Linked DNA regions of Danio rerio: region 2 is linked to region 1. A link is a contact called in public Hi-C data. All regions are on one chromosome and are shown on one strand. The core of a region is the stretch at or near the end of the contact, and the rest is flanking DNA. Distances in the headings are between cores, read along the strand shown.

What was found. A called contact is a pair of places that touch in the nucleus more often than the background predicts.
Region 2: a Hi-C map of skeletal muscle shows a contact between it and region 1, with 4 times the contacts expected there. The contact joins the promoter of poc1b here to the enhancer-like site in region 1. A contact is called at or near these places in 12 of 18 Hi-C or Micro-C datasets (caudal fin, embryo, fibroblasts and 4 more) and 2 of 4 datasets of contacts at active chromatin or transcription factors (caudal fin and embryo).

What each region holds. Positions count from the first base shown.
Region 1 is chr25:19,247,639-19,250,543 of GRCz12tu, forward strand. It overlaps si:dkey-106n21.1, which reads right to left. Exons shown (of 16, transcript XM_073943010.1): 3 at 1,476-1,589; 4 at 1,237-1,323. The coding sequence starts at 1,289. Among named protein-coding and RNA genes, the nearest start is that of si:dkey-106n21.1, 46 kb to the right of the region's middle. Within about 2 kb of position 1,538, at least 7 of the 62 cell types and tissues checked have an H3K27ac peak or open chromatin away from gene starts, as enhancers often do. A contact at or near this core is called in skeletal muscle, where this site is marked.
Region 2 is chr25:19,429,249-19,432,368 of GRCz12tu, forward strand. It overlaps poc1b (POC1 centriolar protein B), which reads right to left and starts at 1,858. Exons shown (of 12, transcript NM_200118.1): 1 at 1,722-1,858; 2 at 1,050-1,134; 3 at 779-950. The coding sequence starts at 1,736. cep41 (centrosomal protein 41) reads left to right here and starts at 2,679. Exons shown (of 11, transcript NM_001002194.1): 1 at 2,679-2,750. The coding sequence starts at 2,718.

The DNA.
Region 1 (2,905 bases), core at 288-2,787:
TAAAGTGGTTAAAATATGAAGAAATATTTGTAAATATATGAAAGAAAAAAAATATTTGAAGGGCGAATTGAATTTAATGCGTTTTATCCTATTACCCATTCAACTATGGAGTTGAATGGACCAAAATGCTTTTTGATTGTTAAAGTAGTCATATCTCAAATATTTCCACAATCAATGAATGCATTCTGGTTTCATTCCTATAAAAAAACTTCAGAAAATGTATGTTCCTTATTGTCAAAAAACAGTACAAAATGCAAAATTACAAAAGGTTTTATGTGGACTTCATTCATTCATTTTCTTTTTGGCTCAGTCCCTTTATTAATCTGGGGTCACCACAGCGGAATGAACCACCAACTTATCTAGCATATGTTTTACGCCGCAGATACCCTTCCAGCTGCAACCCCGCACTGGGAAACATCCATACACACCCATTCACACACATACACTAGGGACGATTTAGCCTACCCACATAACCTATACCACATGTTCTTGGACTTGTTGGGGAAACCAGAGCACCCAGAAAAAACCCACTTGAACACGGGGAGAACATGCAAACTCCACACAGAATCTAATATATATATATATATATATCGTCATCTTGGAATTATAAGGTTCTATATGCGTTCAGAATGATTTTGAGATAATGAGCTTTAAAGTTTTCGCATTCCACAGCAAACAGTATGTGTGTAACATTTGTTTTTTTTAATAAAGTCTTAAAATGTAAACAACTTATAAAAAACATCCCATAATGTAAATAAGTTGTCATTCAATAAGAACATGTCAATAACTCAATTTTGACAAAAATGTCAGATAGAACCTTATAATTCTAAGGTGACGATACACACACACACACACACACACACACACACACACGCACGCACGCACGCACGCACGCACGCACGCACGCACGCACGCACGCACGCACGCACACACACTTTATTTTATTTCAGTTTTCTATAGTTAAAATTTTATGCTAATTTCAGTGTTACTTGCATTCTTATTTTTTTAACCAATTTCATTTTATTTATGTTTTAAAAATGTCATGCTCAATTCAGTGTAACTTGCTCATTTCATCTATGCTTTAAATAAGTTAATAGATAAATAAGTAAATAAACAAATAAAGAAACAAACAAATAAATAAATAAAAGCATAATTTATAATTGCAAGTAATTCTTTTAAAGCATCCTCTCTTTCGCTTGCAACATTGATTCCATTTTCCTTCAGCATCGCACTGACCTTTTCAAAAACCACATTTTGCTGTTTGTCCAGCAGATGGCAGCATTTCTCATCTAATTCCTCACGGAAACCACTGACATCATCAACCTACAGTCAGAAATAAACGCATGATAGCCAATGAAGGACTTCACACATCTGAGAGTAATAATTTAGTCAAGTTAAACAAAGAAACGCCTGATCCTTTTAAAAAACAAAATCAAATGAGTGTTCAAATAATATAGATTTGCACTTGATCTCACCTGGGAAACATTCAACATCTTTTAGAGGGTCAGTATTTGGCTGGTTCATGGTCCAGTTCGCCTCTGCTGGTAAATTTTGTTCCTGCACCATTCAGTCTTTCTCCAGGACACCATCTGAAAGAACACAACATATGATCTTAAAGAAAATAAGCTCGATTTACAATTGTTATATATTAATATTGTTATATAATAATATTGCTTAGCATAGATCATTGAAGCATGAGGATTAGCATCAGGATAAATAGTTTTGATCATTTTCTATTTGCAGTTCGACTCTTTCGTAGTTACATTTTCTACAAAGACTGGCAGAAAATTAAAAGTTACTATTTTCTAGGCTGACATGTCTATTAACTATACTGTCATTCTGGTGTAATAATCATTGCTGCTGTGTTATGGCTGCAGCAGGAGCATCGACATTACACCTGAAAATAGTCTCCAGAAAAAAGAACATGTGCACCACCAATTAGAATGTGTAATATGGTGTGCCTGCTGTAGCCATGATACAACAGCTAATTTCCCTGCTTAATTGTGTGAGGAAATAGACTCCATGAATATATGGAAAAGGGTTTTGAATAGGGCTGCATGATTTTAAAAAATCTTATGATTTTTATTTGTGATATATATTGGGATATGAATACAATGTCACCAGTTGACTTAATATCTATATTTGTAAGATCAATTGGGATTATTCTGAAATGGGGTGCATCTCCATAACATCAAATAGCAATCTATACATTTCCCACACATTTTCATGTGGTCTGTGCTACTTGCAGTGCATTTCTCTATTTGCATGTGTTGTGAGTATTTTCATGCATGTTTTTAGTCAATGATTGATGAATTGATATACTACTTTAGCATCCTCATAAAATCTAATAAACAATCTATAAACTTTCGGGGGTCCCCAGACACATTTTCTTGTGGTCTGTGCTATTTGCAGTGTATTTCTGTATTACTCTTCAGTGTACGTTGTGAGCATTTTCATAAATAACAATTTATAAAGACAATTAAGAAAAAGATAGATAAACACAGTTTATCATTTCCAGAGTCTAACAGTATTCAAGTACAGAAATTAAATAATTAAATAAAATGAATCCTCCTTAAAGTCACAAGTGGTGAAATATTTTGTGCCTAAACGCTTTTAAAATCATTATACAATTCCAGGCATTAAAAACACATGCAAATGATAAATTATGATACAAACTTAACATTGTATATACAGTGCTCAGCATGATTGCGTACACCCCATTCTGAAAATGAATATTTTTATCCATTTCTCAGTGAATATAGGCAATGTATTTTGGCGCATTTTAATAAAACAGACTTAATAAACAGATATATTTATTAAAATAATAATTAGTCACCAAACACTTTTAGGCATTGAAAGATAATACAATTAAATTCAAGCAAAATATTGCAAAAAAACAATAATT
Region 2 (3,120 bases), core at 608-3,107, 180 kb after region 1:
TCAAAGCAAAATCATTTTGTGCAGAACAAACATATTCATGTTTATTTCCAATTTCTGTTTAATGAAGAGATTTTTTTCAGCACATTTCTAAACATAATAGTTTTAATAACTTATCTCTAATAACTGATTTATTTCATCCTTGTCATGATGACAGTAAATAATATTTGACTATATCCTTTTTAAGACACTTCTATACAGCTTAAGTGACATTTAAAGGCTTAATTAAGTTAACTAGGCAGATTAGGGTAATTAGGAAAGTTTTTGTATAACGATGGTTTGTTCTGTAGACTATTGGGAAAAAAACAACTTAAAAGGGGTAAAAATTTTGTCCTTAAAACAGTGTTTAAAAAATTATAAACTGCTTTTATTCTAGCCGAAATAAAACAAATAAGACTTTCTCCAGAAGAAAAAATATTATCAGACATACTGTGAAAAATTTCTTGCTCCGTTAAACATCACTTGGAAAAAAAAAAAAAAAAAAAAAAAATATATATATATATATATATATATATATATATATATATATATATATATATATATATATATATATATATATTATTATTATTATTCTTAATGTCAGCAGCCACTGACTGGTATTTTATGAATCACCATAAAAGACCATGTTGTAGCTAAAAACCTTATTTTATATTACACGGAAAAGAAAGGTCACATGCATTTTGGATGGCCAAAGGATGAGAAAACTAAAATACTTTGGGTTAGAAATGTTAAAGATAACAAAATAATACATTAATACTGATAAAGCGCCAACTGAACTCACATACTGGGTGTCCACAATCGAACTGTTTGATCTCTGGATGAAGATGCCACCATTGAACCGCTTGGAGCAAAATTAACGCCTGTAATGACATCTGTGTGACCCACAAACCTGAAAGCCCGGGCTTTAGGAGCGAGGTTCCAAATCATAAGGCTTTTATCACAGGATCCAGTAGCTGCAAAATTATTTGTAAGAGGTTATTTTGGGGCTAGAGTGAAATTATATTTTTTTGTATTCTGAGTTATTTTAAATAATGAAGATAAATGTGACATACCAAGCTGTTTATTATTGGGGTTGAAGTCAGCGCAGGAAATTACATCTTTATGACCTTTAAAATGCCTCTCAAGGGTGGGATCCTCCTGAATAAGACAGAGAACTTTTAAGTGTAAGCAAAAAAAAAAAAAAGCAAATGATAATAAATAAATAAATATTTTGTAAGTTAGCTAAAATATCAAAGCTATAATAAAGTACCATTTTAAATAAAAAAATTAAAATGGTTCAAATTAAACTATTTCAGCTGACAAAAGACAAAATATTAGACTTGAATTAAATCTAAGTAAACTAAAATAAATGTCAAAATAAAATAATTTTAATATAGACATACTAATAAAAATGTAAAAAATGTCAACAACACACATCTAAACATGAAAAAACTGAAATTGATGGTAATACCGTTACAAATAATCAAAAACGTTGTTAATAAACATGTTCAAAACACAATGGTACTGCCGTTGATTCACGTCTAATCTGTGTTAATTGCACAGTATTTTTGCTAATAGACCTAGTTAATTGTATCGATTAAATTTTAATTTTGTAAACCCGACAACTATAAACGTTATGCATGTCCACATACAAACAAACACGAAACTTTCCAGCACAGTGGTACAGCGCTCTATCTAAAATGTCTATATCCGTACTCTAAAATGTTTCTACTAAATCATCTTACCATTACAGACGCCATGATTCCGGTAAACTTCAAGAAAGTGTATGAAACGTGGACAATTTGTGATTCTTTTTACAAGTAAACAAGTGAAACTCCTCCATGTTGAGCCACTTCCCTTCTGTCAAACCAACCGCGTTTTTACTCAGACCAAACAAATCACGCTTCGAATCATAGAGCCAGTCCGGCTAGTTGAGCAACAATGGAGGATATTTAATTTAAAAAAAATAATTTAGATTTCGATTGATATATTTGTACAAGTACAAAATACTACCATAAATAGAGAAATTAACGTCGACATCAGTCCGGTCAATGTAACCACTCCTCAAATAATGAAACAGAAGGCATGTTGGGATTAAATCTGAAATTTGCAAGCTAGTCTTTTAAAGATTATGCAGTCCTTAGAGTTGATTAATGTTCATTATATCTTACTTACATTATATATTCATTTACATTACATACAAATTACACAGATGTTTTGATTAAAATAGAGAGGACAACAGCAATAGTCAAAGCAACAACAATAAAATGTAAATAATATAATAAAAAATAAGAAACAAAGCATTTAGAAGGACAAATTATTTTTTTAAATGAAAAAAAATCTGAATAAAAATATAAACGAAAGTGAAATTCTATCCAGAGTAGGATTTTAAAAAGAGTAGAACACTGAACAGTACCATATCTCTTTAGAAGAAATAGACAAAAACGACTGATAATGTATAAAGATTCAAAAGCATTTAATGAATAAACGCGACCACCAATCTCCCTCTGTCGCTAAACAAATGAAACCAAAGGTTTAAACTACGCTGGATATGACGCCGTTGCTTAGCAACACCCCAAACGGTAAAGTCGAAGACCTCAACGTAGACGCTTTAAGGACACAGTCGCTGATTCGATAATCAAATCAACGGCCCAATCAGTGAAGCCGTTGCTCAAGAAGGCGACCCATTGAGTTTTGATTTTGGTAGCTAACATTAGCCGCCGAAGCTCTGCTGCTGGAAGATGTCGGTGAAGAGGGGGATTGGCGATTCAGCGGTCAGTGCTTTAATTTTACGGAAATTGGCTAAATATTGTATGCGCTGTGGTATTTTGAAAGCTGTCTCCGCCAAAGTTTGTCATGGGTGCTGGTGTTTAACGTTAAAGGGAATCTGACACCGGTGGTGTTGTTGCTCCTCCGTTGCCATCACGTATACATACCTGACTGAGCATCAGCATCACTCTAGTGCTGCTGTTTTACTGTTGTATTTCTGTCTGTGTTTATCAATAAAATACACGTCTAAACGAATGCAGGTCATAAAGAGCCTCCAGTCTTTTTCAGGAACACGACTGAGTTGAACTCCGTGTTTGTTACATATAAACACCATGTTCTCTTCATGAAATGAGATACTTACAGGGTTTAACTAAC